Regions from separate parts of the Mus musculus genome. Here all the other regions are linked to region 4. The links are chromatin contacts, called in public Micro-C and promoter capture Hi-C maps. All regions are on one chromosome and are shown on one strand. Each heading gives the region's core, a stretch centred on a gene start, on an enhancer-like site or on the middle of the called end of the contact. The rest is flanking DNA. Distances are from core to core; before and after follow the strand shown. Region 1 holds the start of Nme6 (NME/NM23 nucleoside diphosphate kinase 6). Region 2 holds the start of Kif9 (kinesin family member 9). Region 3 holds the start of Cdc25a (cell division cycle 25A). Region 4 holds the start of Smarcc1 (SWI/SNF related, matrix associated, actin dependent regulator of chromatin, subfamily c, member 1).

What was found. Promoter capture Hi-C pulls out the DNA fragments that hold promoters and counts their contacts. A called contact is a pair of places that touch in the nucleus more often than the background predicts.
Region 1: a contact with region 4 is called in a promoter capture Hi-C map of erythroid cells, with 3 times the contacts expected there. The contact joins the promoter of Nme6 here to the promoter of Smarcc1 in region 4. A contact is called at or near these places in 2 of 39 promoter capture datasets (erythroid cells and stem cell-derived epiblast-like cells).
Region 2: a contact with region 4 is called in a promoter capture Hi-C map of erythroid cells, with 5 times the contacts expected there. The contact joins the promoter of Kif9 here to the promoter of Smarcc1 in region 4. A contact is called at or near these places in 1 of 39 promoter capture datasets (erythroid cells) and 3 of 115 datasets of contacts at active chromatin or transcription factors (effector CD8 T cells, memory CD8 T cells and pancreatic cancer cells).
Region 3: a contact with region 4 is called in a Micro-C map of embryonic stem cells, with 4 times the contacts expected there. The contact joins the promoter of Cdc25a here to the promoter of Smarcc1 in region 4. A contact is called at or near these places in 17 of 39 promoter capture datasets (the 3T3-L1 cell line, the C10 cell line, the HPC-7 cell line and 11 more), 3 of 484 Hi-C or Micro-C datasets (embryonic stem cells and regulatory T cells), 8 of 115 datasets of contacts at active chromatin or transcription factors (embryonic stem cells, epiblast stem cells, extraembryonic endoderm stem cells and 3 more) and 4 of 9 other capture datasets (adipose tissue, embryonic stem cells, liver and 1 more).

Annotation. Positions count from the first base shown.
Region 1 is chr9:109,831,339-109,834,145 of GRCm38.p6, forward strand. Nme6 (NME/NM23 nucleoside diphosphate kinase 6) reads left to right here and starts at 1,456. Exons shown (of 7, transcript NM_018757.1): 1 at 1,456-1,469; 2 at 1,858-1,957. It also overlaps the pseudogene 3000002C10Rik.
Region 2 is chr9:110,475,368-110,478,489 of GRCm38.p6, forward strand. It overlaps Kif9 (kinesin family member 9), which reads left to right and starts at 1,627. Exons shown (of 21, transcript NM_001163569.1): 1 at 1,627-1,747. Klhl18 (kelch-like 18) reads right to left here and starts at 1,327. Exons shown (of 10, transcript NM_177771.5): 1 at 1,099-1,327. The coding sequence starts at 1,227.
Region 3 is chr9:109,873,975-109,876,854 of GRCm38.p6, forward strand. It overlaps Cdc25a (cell division cycle 25A), which reads left to right and starts at 1,605. Exons shown (of 15, transcript NM_007658.3): 1 at 1,605-2,185. The coding sequence starts at 2,016.
Region 4 is chr9:110,130,262-110,133,446 of GRCm38.p6, forward strand. Smarcc1 (SWI/SNF related, matrix associated, actin dependent regulator of chromatin, subfamily c, member 1) reads left to right here and starts at 1,763. Exons shown (of 28, transcript NM_009211.2): 1 at 1,763-2,047. The coding sequence starts at 1,856.

The sequences.
Region 1 (2,807 bases), core at 206-2,705, 300 kb before region 4:
GGCGCCCAATATAGCTAAATCCGTTCACACAAACCTTCACCATTTTGTCTACCGGATGAGGCTGGCACTGCCCAAGAAGATGCAGCTGTCTCTGGAACAGGGAGGAGCAGAGAGCCTCTTCGTTAGTTCTTAACAACAGTTCCAAATAAACCTCTACATCCTCCTTTACATCTGCCCTTTGATTATGCTGGCTTGTTGTTGAGAATGGTTGAAACACATGTAAACTATGCAACCAGTCTTCCACTGTGTGTGTTGTATGTGCATGCAGAAGCCACATAGGCAGAAGGAAAACTGAGCTCATGGGAGGTCTCTTATACTCCAGAGGTATGTTAATGAGGATGAACTATAGAAAGTAAACTTGGGGGGCTGGTGAGATGGCTCAGTGGGTAAGAGCACTGACTGCTCTTCCAAAGGTCCTGAGTTCAAATCCCAGCAACCACATGGTGGCTCACAACCATCCGTAATGAGATCTGACACCCTCTTCTGGTACGTCTGAAGACAGCTACAGTGTACCTGAGCGAGCGAAGTGGACCAGAGCAAGTGGGGCTGATCAGAGTGAGCAAAGGTCCTAAAAATTCAGTTCCCAACAACCACATGAAGGCTCACAACCATCTGTACAGCTACAGTGCACCCATATACATAAAATAAATAATAATATTATTAAAAAAAAAAAAAAAAAGAAAGTAAGTAAACTTGGGCATGGCCGGCCTGGGAAGTAAAATTAAAACAAGATGCCTGACTGCAGGTATATAGTAAGGTTATTCTCATCCCGTGAAAGCAGAAATGAACTCATGCCTTCACCAGCAGGACAGGCAGACAGACAAAAAATGAACTTTCAGACTGGAGAGATGGCTCAGTGTTTAAGAGCACTCACTGATCTTGCAGAGAAGGTGGGTTCGATACCAGAACCCACACAATGGTTCAAAACATCTGTAACTTCAGTTCCAGCTGACAGCCCTTTCTGGCCTCTACTGGCACCAGTCACCCTGGTGCTGTACCCAGACATACCTACAGGCAAAACATCATAATAAATGGATTTTCACACTAGAGAGATAGCTCAGTGGTTAAGGGTACGGCACAGACTGCTCTTCATGGGAACCTGGGTTATATTCCCAATACCCAGGTCTAAGCTCACAGCCATCAGGTTCCAGAGGATCCAGCGCCCTCTCCTGGTTTCATAGGCACAAGGAACGCACGTGAAACATACATGCGCAGGCAGAATACGCTTACACGTAAAAAATTTTTAAATTAAAGCCTTTAAAAAAAATAAAGAAATGGACTTTCCTGAGGAAGATACGCTGTGTAAACAAGCTGCCGGCGCCGCAACAGATCTCTCTAGCCCACCAGGCGTGCAGCGCCAGACTGCAGGATCCGGAGGGCTGCCCTGCCGCGTGCCTGAAGGACCCCAAAGGACCCGTGGGCTATCTTGCTCAGTGCCTGGTGACCAGGAGGATTGGCGGGAGTACCAGGTGAACCCAGAACCCGGGCTCGCTTTGGAGACCGAATAACTGAGTCTGGTGTGGGCTTCGGCCTGTAGTAGAGAAGCCCAGGTTGTTCGGTTGTGTCCTAGAATACGAGGGCAATAGGAGGGTTGGGAGCCAAGACTTAGGGGGCGGCTGGGGAGGGAGGGAGACGAGTAGGAGGTGTGGCTGCAGAAGTGGAGTTGACGGGCCAGCGACCACGTGACTAGCGTGGGCGCTAAAGTAGTGGCTTCCTCAGTTGGCCAGGCAACTTGTAAAACGTGTAAATGTCTGATCGGTTGACAAAGTCAAGCCAGTTTCTTTGCTTGGCAGCACTTTCTTGTAAACCAATAACTAAGACAGCCCTAACCTAACTGGAACCACACCCTCTCTACAGATCGCCGGTCCTCCCAGGAGACCCCTTAGCAGCCTGGCCTTGGAATGGCTAGATCAGGTTCATGCACTGATTCATCCAGCTAAGATCTGTGGAAATCCAGGTATGTACTAGGCACCCTGCGGAGGGACTGAGGTGAAGATGGTGAGCAAAGCGGACTTGTGCTTTCATGAAGCTGTCCTTTATGTGGACTATGTAACCGAAGGAAGCATTGAGAAAGTATGACTGCAGACGTGAGCCGAGTGCAAATGGGCAAGTGGGAGATAAGCAGGGAGTGGAACTTGGGGGCTGGGGGGAGAGGATGGGAACACGTCCTTACACGAAGATAGTCAGGCCAGAAAGGCATGGGACTGAAAACACCTATGACACTGGAGCAGAAGAAGTAAGGTGCACCACATGAACCCAGAGGAGTGCCCAGGGACAGAAGTGCCAAAAAGGGCAGGTTAACGTCCCAGAGTCTGTGTGAGGACCTTTGTCTTCAAAAATCAGAATATCCTTTGGAGGGTTAAAGAGGAGTCTATATGATTAGCTTTCATTCCAGTAGCTGTAATGTTCTTTAGCACAGATTTGCAGAGTGGCGAGAGTAAAGTTTAGACACCATCACAGAGGGTGTCACAGAAGTCCAAGACAAAGGGGTAATGGTAATTATAAGGAAAAGATTTGTATGGACTTTTTTTTTCTGGTTTTGGTTTTTCGAGACAGGGTTTCTCTGTGTAGCCCTGGCTGTCCTGGAACTCACTCTGTAGACCAGGCTGGCCTCGAACTTAGAAGTCCACCTGCCTCTGCCTCCCAAGTGCTGGGATTAAAGGCGTGCTCCACCACTGCCCAACTTGTATGGACGTTTTTGTCCTTACAAATTTGTAGAGGTGAGATTCTCAGAACTTGGTAATAGTGTGGAGAGTGAGGAACTGGGAGTCTCAAGGACATCCCCATGGCCACTGTGCCATGTGACC
Region 2 (3,122 bases), core at 377-2,876, 340 kb after region 4:
TTTTGCTTTTTAAAGTGCCAAACCATTAACCATTCAACTTTTTTTTTTTTTTTTTTTTTTTTTGAGACAGGGTTTCTCATAGACCTGGCTGTCCTAGAACTCACTCTGTAGACCAGGCTGGTCATGAGGTCTGCTTGCCTCTGCCTCCCAAGTGCTGGGATTAAAAGAGTGCTCCACCACTGCCCAGGAGCCACCCTATTCATTCCTACCAGTCTGACTCGAATACATGGAGAAGCAATGCTTCCTTAACTCAGTAGAAGATAAAGTCTAAGAGGTGTCTGTGTCTTTCTGTTGTTTTGAAACAGGAAGAGGGAGTGTCACACCGAGACAGTAAGAGCCTTCCAGGCAAGGTCCAACAGGAAAAACCACAGGCAGGCAGTATCCCCACCTGGAGGGATCTACCTGGCTCAGCAGGGCACCAAGGTGCAGCCCTGCACGACTCAAAGCACAGGGGGCACTGGCCCTTGACACCAGACCAGAATGCTGGATGGGAACAGGTGGCAAAAATATCCCTCTCCCCAAACAGTCCTTTAGCCTGGCCTCCAGGACCTTTTAAGGTGGTGACAGTAGATTGTTTTCCAGCATGGAAGAGAGTAGCCCACATCAAAAGATTTCCAGATCCGATTCTAAAAGCGCCAAGGGCAAGCAATGACTCCTGAAGAGAAGGCTTAGCATTTACAACAGCACAGCCAACTTCAAGGAGCCCAAAGAAATGACTTTAGGACAAGATAGGATGTCTTAGTGGTACCCATCGGAATGTGGAGTCAGCCACCGCCCCTTCCTCCATGGTCTGCCTGTAAGAACATTTTCTCTTTTCTGTATGACAGAAAAGGAGGCGGATACCCCAATGTCTCCTGCTCTTAGGGCGTCAGAGGCACACCTCTCAATCTTTCCTTCCAATGGCTGAACGGCTGTCCCCTTTACTCTCCCAACTTGGCCTCATTTCCCCCTCTGCGCTTGGCACCGCTCTCTACTACTCTGTTCCCCTCTAACCTTTCTCCACCCACAGTCGGCTGGACCACTCTTCCCCTGTCCACCACCCTTTTCTTCCCGCTCAGTCCCTTTCCCCTCAGCCAGCCACCGCCCAGACCATGGTACCTTTAGCGTCACGTCGCATAGCTTGCCCTGCCGCCGGATCTCCTCCATGACGCCGTAGCCGCGACTAGGCAACTCCGACACGGAGAAATGCACCAAGTCCTCCAGCTCCTCCGCGCCGTCCTCCACCATCTTCCCCGGCCGCCGCAACTGCGCAGGCCTGGCCAGCAGGCTTCACACTAACCAGGGCGGGGCAAGGGCTCACGCTGAAGGCTGCCCAGAACGCGAAGCCGGAATCTCACTGGCCTGCGCGGCCACCGTACCCACAAAGTCCTCGACACCGGAAGTCTCGCTGCCCCGCTTCCTGGTTTATACATAGCCTTTTTCCCCCCGTAACTCAAACTCAGGCTTCGCATATACAGCTACTCTAAGCCTTCCAGGTTAATTGACTCCATCTCTGTCTTCTTTGTTCAGCTCTGACTTTCCCTGTATCTTTAACGGAGAAATGTGGGCTTAAATTCCGCCACCACCCTACACTACTTCCGTAATCCCTGCAGGCTTCCTGTTGCCATGGCGACTGTGTACACAGCCAGTCGGCTAGCTGTCCTGGTTGCGAACAGAGCTCCCTCAAGTTGCTGCAGTTCTAGCGGTCGCTCTACCCGAGCGCCACTGCCCCGCGAGGTGAGCAGTGGTCACGAGCCGGTGGCGTTAGGTAAAAGGGAAACCTGGTGGGGATATCCTCCCAGCTGCTGTCAGTGGCTGGGTTCCTAACTCCTTTGGTTCTTTTATTTGTGAAAAAAAAAAAAAAATCGGAGACACCCCTGGAGATGCTCCTTTCAACCTGGTCGCAGCTTAGGGGAGCTAGGAGTTTCTGATGTTCCTTAGTCCCACGAGTCTCCACTGAGGTCCCACGACTTGCCTTAGACGGAGAGGGCGTGAGTTTGAGTGTCAGAGATCATTAAGACACGGTGTCATCACTTAGAGCCTTCTAACTACCGAAGAGGAAAACCCTCTAGAGGGGCACAGGAATGGGACCAAGGCAATCTGTCACACACATTTTAGAAAAGCATTCCACACACTGGGTGAGAAATAGGAGAGTGGCCAGTTTTGCCTGGGTGCAAACTTTGGGTTCATCTCATGCTGAGATGCAGTAGGACCCAGTGTTGTGGGTTTAAAGGGTGTTTGTTTCTTAGTCTTTATCCCTGATCGAGGTAAGAGCATGGTAGGTATGAACGCCTAGTGCCTATGAGTAATCCCATTGACTTCTTGTCAAGCCTTCGTGGGTGTTAATGTATATCCTGCTCATTCCCAAGCCCAAAACAAATGGAGAAACACTGACTCTCTCAGCACAGAGGTCTCCTGGTGGCTCGTCAGAGTCACTTTATTATGTGAAGTATGTAAGGACTGTGTTCAGATTTCTGGGAGTATTCCATCCTGAGGGGGAAAAAACACTACCTAATGGGAGGGTATCTTGAGACTGAGCATGGCTTCTTGTACTGGGAAATGAAGTATCCTCCCCAGAACGCTGCAAGTTCAGGGATTAGAGTAGTGTGGGAGGGGAGTGACATATCACATACCTTGGCACTCTCTCAGTAGTGGCTGAAGATGGTGGACCCACCTATGGAGATTCAGTCACCCTCTGACTTCCAGCCATGAGTATCACCATCAACTACCATTTCTTGAGCACCTGGTGTGTGCTGGGCGCTGTTCTGGACCTTGTGGGGGGCATCACAAGAGGTAAACGGCACGACCCTTATCCTCAAGCAGCTTGTAATTTGACTTGGGAGCTGAAGCCCACATAAATGAAGCGGCATAAGAACGGTAGCAAGCAGTACCTCAGTAAGTGCGAAATGGCATGTGCTTCCTTCCGCGGCACTGTTGGCTAGTGGGCTCCCGAGAGGAGTATAGACCCTCGGAAAGGCTTGTTGCCAACTGCGCATGACTCCAGGGATGCTCGGCGGCATGAGCATCCGGAGGACCCTGGAAAGGTCGGATGGGGGGGCTGCATGTGCACGCGCGCGTTGGAAGTTGTAGGGCAGAAACGGGGGGGAAAGCTCTGGAGCAGCCTTTGAGCTGGCCTGTGAACC
Region 3 (2,880 bases), core at 355-2,854, 260 kb before region 4:
GAACTCCCTGTGCAGCTGAAGGTGACTTTAAATTTCTGCTTCCAACTCCCACATTCTGTAGTTGCAGGTATTTCTCACCTTCCCCAGCTCAAATTACATCCTTTGAGCAATGTAACTGGGGAAGCTCAATGGGGGTAGGGTGGGATGTAGCTTACTTAGAAGTGTTTACCTAACAAGCACAAAACTAAGTTCAGTGGTGAACTGGGAGATCAAATTCAAGGCCATCCTTGACTATAGAGAGTCCAAAGCCAGCCTGACTGCACGGGACCCTGTCTCAAAAGAAAAATATATGGAATCACAAATATGGCCATAGTGAAGATACTTAAGAAGCCCATAACCATGTCTTGTGATATAATGGTTATTCATCTAAATAGTGAATAAAGTAACTACCTTCCCTTCACTCTGGTCCCTCCTGGAATTATTTTTGTGATGTAAGACTTGTAAAGATTAAGTACACTAGTAGAGTTATCACACATGAAACACTGTCATGTACATAAACACTAAATGTTGCCTAGTACTTTTACAGTGATTTGAATGGCTCCCATGGGCTCATATGATTGAATGCTTGATCCCCAACTGTTTGGGAGGGATTTTAGAGAAGGTGTGGCCTTGTTGGAACAGGTGTGTAGATGGGAGTGGGTTTTGAGTTCTTAAAAACCCACACCAGGCAAAGTCTCTCTCTCTCTCTCTCTCTCTCTCTCTCTCTCTCTCTCTCTCTCTCTCTCTCTCTTCCTCCCTCCCTCCCTCCCTCCCTCCCTCCCTCTCCCTCTTCCTTTCTCCATCCCACCTCCCCCCACCCCCTTCTCTCTGCTTGCTATCTGTGGATCATAGCTCTCAACTACTCCTGTTTCAGCCCGGGCTATTAAAAAAAAAAGTCCCTATTTCAAAAATTAATTAAATTAATTAATCAGAGTCTGGAGCAGGAATGGTGGCACATGCCTTTAATTTCAGCATTCGAGAGGCAGAGACAGAGGCAGATCGATCTGAATTCGAGGCCAGACTGGTCTACAGAGCGGGTTCGAGGACAGCTAGGGCTACACAGAGAAACCCAGTCTCGAAAAAGAAAAAAAGAAAGACAAAATCAGAGCCTGAAGTCCTGTGAAGGAAAAGAGGGATCCAGGATCCATGGTACTGTACCACACAGTTAGAGAAGAGCCAACGCCTGGTCCAGATGGCCTTCCCTAGTCTCTCTGTCTCCTAAAAAAAAAAAAAAAAAAAAAAAAAAAAAAAAAAAAAGTGCACAGCACTATGCTCAGTAGCTCAGACAGGTGTGTAGCACACGCTGTAGGAACTACACTACCCAGCATGCAACTGAAAAAGAGCGGGGCCTTTCGGTAGGGACTAGCGCCCCCACAGAAAGTTTCATTGACTCCTTTCTCATTTCAGCCACCTCCCAACTCTTCAGGCTTCGCCCCCACCGAGAGAGGGCGTGACCTCGAGGAGGCCCACGAGACGCTTCCTCCTTTCCTTCTCATTGGTCCGGCTCAGCTGTCATTCGGGAGCGAGGAGAAGTTTGCTTCCTGATTGGTGAATTCCGTTTGGCGCCAACTAGGAAAGGGGCGGGGCGGCGGCTATCCTGAGTGTGCAGCAATTAACGCTAAGGCCACTTTGGTGGTGAGGGAAGTGAAGGTTCCTTCTCTGCGAGCCGGCTACGGAGCAAGGAGGGAGAAAAAAAGTGAGGCGAGTTAGTCGGAGCGGTGGTCTCAAGACTCTTCCTCCACGGAGTTTGTTTGGATTTAATCTTGAGGTTGCAGGCGCCCGCCCGCCTGCGGGCCTCGCGGGACAGAGAGGGAAGCACCGGTGCTTGTGCCTGGCGCCTGCCGAGTCCCCTACGCTCGCCGGTCCGCGCCGCTGCCCGTGGCGGCCGCGTCTCTGAACCGCGGGGTCGTGTTTGTGTTTGACCCGCGGGCGCTGGTGGCGTGGCACGCGGCTGAAGCCGGTGCCAGCGGGGCGGGGCCCGGCGCAGCGGAGGCGGAGGAAGACGGAGCGGGAGTCCGGGCAGGCCCGGCGGCGCCATGGAACTGGGCCCGGAGCCCCCCCACCGCCGCCGCCTGTTCTTCGCTTGCAGCCCCACGCCTGCGCCGCAGCCCACGGGGAAGATGCTGTTTGGCGCGTCAGCTGCTGGCGGACTGTCCCCTGTCACCAACCTGACGGTCACCATGGACCAGCTGGAAGGACTGGGCAGGTGAGAGACCAGCGAGCGATGCCCCAGGCCGCTGGCCTCTGGTCGGCCCTCGGGATGATCCAGCAGGAAACAGAGTCTGTCCACTTGGTTCTGATGCTCCGACCCGGAATGGCCTGGCTAGGGCCCGCCATGTGCACCCTCCCTCCCGGGCGGAATGTTGGGCGGGAGAGGCCGTTCGGATAGTCCAGGGCTATCCTCAGCCAAGAGCCAGACCGCGGAGATCGAGGAAGCCTGCTGGGCATCCTGTCTTGTTCACCCCTTTCAGATTTCTCTCTACGCTGTCTCTATTCCAGAAAAGTCTTTGGAATCTACCCTTATGGGGGTTGGGAGGGAGGGTGAGAATGGGTCCTCCTAGGCCCTCTTTGCTGAACCACCCGCGCCGGATCTTAGTTTCCTGTAAGCTTTGTTCCTTCTCAACAAAGGGACGTGGCATTTTCTTTTCTTGCATTTGTGTAAAATCTATGCAGCCACCTGGCCGGCACGTTTCTTGTATCTACCCATCTACTACCTTTTTTAAGCTATCACTTTTTACCTAACTTTTCCATATTGGAAATCTTCGAGGACTTTGTAGTCCTACACCACTATCACTAACAAAAATGCTTAACACTATTTTTAGTGAAGTTGCTTTTCCTTCGATGTTGGGTATTTCGCCTCCTAAACTTGTCTTACAACTTTTGCAAACCCTGAAAAGCTGG
Region 4 (3,185 bases), core at 513-3,012:
TGTCTTCAGACACATCAGAAGAGGGCGTCAGATCTCATTAAGGGTGGTTGTGAGCCTCCTTGTGGCTGCTGGGATTTGAAACCAGGACCTTCAGAAGAGCAGTCAGTGCTCTTAACCATTAAGCCATCTCTCCAGGTCCTTAAAAGTTTTTTGTTTTTTTTTTTTTCGAGACAGGGTTTCTCTATATAGCCCTGGCTGTCCTGGAACTCACTCTGTAGACCAGGCTGGCCTCGAACTCAGAAATTGGCCTGCCTCTGCCTCTGGAGTGCTGGGGATTAAAGGCATGTGCCACCACGCCCGGCTTTAAAAGAACTTTTAAATTACATTTATGCATTTACTTTATGTTGCTTATGTCTGTGGGTGTGAATGTGCCATGACAAGCATGTCATTCCAGGCTGCCTGTAGAAGTCAGAGGACAAGTTAGTTGGTTGGTTCTCTCCTTCCATTGTTCCAGTTCCAGAATTGAATTTAGGTCGTCACTATTGGCATTACCCGCTGAGCCATTTCACTGCCCTGCTCCATTTTGTTGTTGAGACAGGGTCTCTGTATGTAGTCTTGGAACTCACTATGGTAACAAGCTGGCCTAAAAGTCAGCGACCTCCTGAGTGCTAGGATTACTACCACCCAGAATTAGGTATGGGTGATGTATGTGTGCCACAGTACACAGTCAGGGTGTAACTTCGTGAAGAATTTCACCTTCTACTTTTATGAGAATTCTGGGGTTCCAACTCAGGTTGCCAAGCTTTTTAAGAACTGAGCCAAATACATAACCTGAGACAACTAGTCTCTTTTGTTTGTTCAGGCAGGGAGGGTTTCCTGTAGCCCTGGTTGTCCTGGCTTTCAAGCTCTATGTACATCAGGCAGGCCTGGAACTCAGAAAACCTCCTGCTTCTACCTTATGGGATTAAAGGCGTGCACACTACATCTTCTAGGCTATCTCCATTTTTTTTTAAGGTCTATAAACTCATCACACCTCCTCACTTGGAGCTTCGTGAACATATCATGTTCACGTTTCCAATACAGCCAATACATTGTTTACAATGTAAACTTTCAGCCTTCATATAGCCTTCAAATGTAGATAAAGCGTCCAGTTCCCAACGCGGATGATAAAAACACCAGGTTGAAGAGAGAGCTACAAAAAAAACCGTTGGGTAATTGTGATCACTTGTTCACTCAGGGACTGGTTTTCTGGAATACTTTTAAAGTGATGAATTTGAGAGAGTGCGAATCACAAAGGAAGATAATGTCCAGGTCGCAGAAGTAGCTGGAGCTAGGCCGACTAAGCAGAAACCATCTGATGTGGTTCGAGAAACATTAATGAAGCCCCAAGAAAGACTAGGTCTTTAATGCAGGTCCCCAAACCGACGCGGCCTCCGGGACTAGCAGGAATTGCTTACTAGCGCTCGGGGGCGGGTACGCGGGGGGGTGGGGTGGGGTGGGGCTCGGCTCGCACTGCACACCCTAGACCGCTTTTTCTAGTAGAGATACAGAACCTCCTTGAGATTGTTGACCGCCTAACGAATAGACAAACGGGGCCCGGAAGAGTCATTCGTAGTGTCTACCAACAGCAGAGGCTGAGGCTCAGTTCCGAGAGACCAGAGGAAAAGGCGGGCAGCCTCAGTCCGTAGGGGACTACCGGCGTGCTGCGCATGCGTACGCCCGCTCTCAGTGCCTGTTCGTTGCAGCTTTAGGGTCCAGAAGGGGCGTGGCCGCGCCTCGGCGCCGGAAGAGGGTTGGCTGGGCGGGGCTAGGAGGAGGAGGAGGAGGTGGCATCTGCGCGCGCGCGCGCGGGTGCGAACGGGAAACGCCGCGAGGGCCAGGCTAGGCCGGGCGGTAGACACGACGGACGGTGACTATGGCCGCGACAGCGGGTGGCGGTCCGGGAGCAGCAGCAGGCGCCGTGGGTGCAGGGGGTGCGGCGGCGGCCTCCGGGCTGGCCGTGTACCGGAGGAAGGACGGGGGCCCGGCCAGCAAGTTTTGGGAGAGCCCGGACACGGTGTCCCAGCTAGATTCGGTGCGAGTCTGGCTGGGCAAGCACTACAAGAAGGTGGGTTCGCGCGCGCCCGTGGGGACCGAGGAGCCACGCGACGGGGGCTGATGGTGGCTGCCCGCTTCGCATGTCTGGGGCCGCCCCTCCCCCCCCCCCTCCGCGCGCCACGAGGGACAACAAAGGCCGGCTCGGCGCTTGCCACGCCCCCGCGGGCGACTAGGCACGCGGCGACCTGGCCCCAGCTGCTGGCTCTCTGGGGCCCACGTACTCGCGTGGGAAGCCCCATCTCACTCTCTCTTATGTGCAGGAGAGGTGGAACTGGACAGAGTCGCAGAGCGTGTGTTTCTGTTCTTTTGTTAGCTGCCTTAGGTGTGTGAACAAAGAGCCCATCCTAATAAAAGTATCTTGAAGTTTTGTTTAGAGACCAGTTGTTGAGCGTCTAGGTAACTAAGGGCTTGCTACCCTATGTGGATTAGTAGGGGACCTTGGATGACTGGCCTTGTGGATTCATGTAGGTTTAAACCTTGTATTGTACAATTGATATAGAACTATTAAAAGTGTTGGTTTTCCACTTCATTGTACTTTAGGTGGTGTGTAAGGATGTGAGTACAAGCGAGAGTTAGGTTTTTTTGTTTGTTTGTTTTGTTTTTCGTAGCCCTGGCTGTCCTGGAACTCACTTTGTAGACCAGGCTGGCCTCGAACTCAGAAATCCTCCTGCCTCTGCCTCCCAAGTGCTGGGATTAAAGGCATGCGCCACCACACCTGGCGAGAGCTTAGTTTTTATCATATATATATTTTTTGCAATGTTAATTTTTTTGGGAAAAGTGTGTTTCCCGTACTTTAGAATGCAAATTCTGCTGAGTCAGTTGTTTTACAAAAGTCGTGAATTAACCCTTTGTTGACACTTTAAAAAGAATTACAACTATTTACTTTGGAGGGGTACACACAACTCCTGTTTTCATGTCCACTTAAGCAAATCAATTCTCCTCGAACACCATACTGGTCCAGGAATTGAACTTAGATACTTTTTTTTTTTTCAGAGACAGGGTTTCTCTGTATAGCCCTGGCTGTCCTGGAACTCACTTTGTAGACCAGGCTGGCCTCGAACTCAGAAATCAGCCTGCCTCTGCCTCCCAAGTGCTGGGATCAAAGGCATGGGCCACCCGGCTTGAATTTAGATCTTGATGCTTGTGAC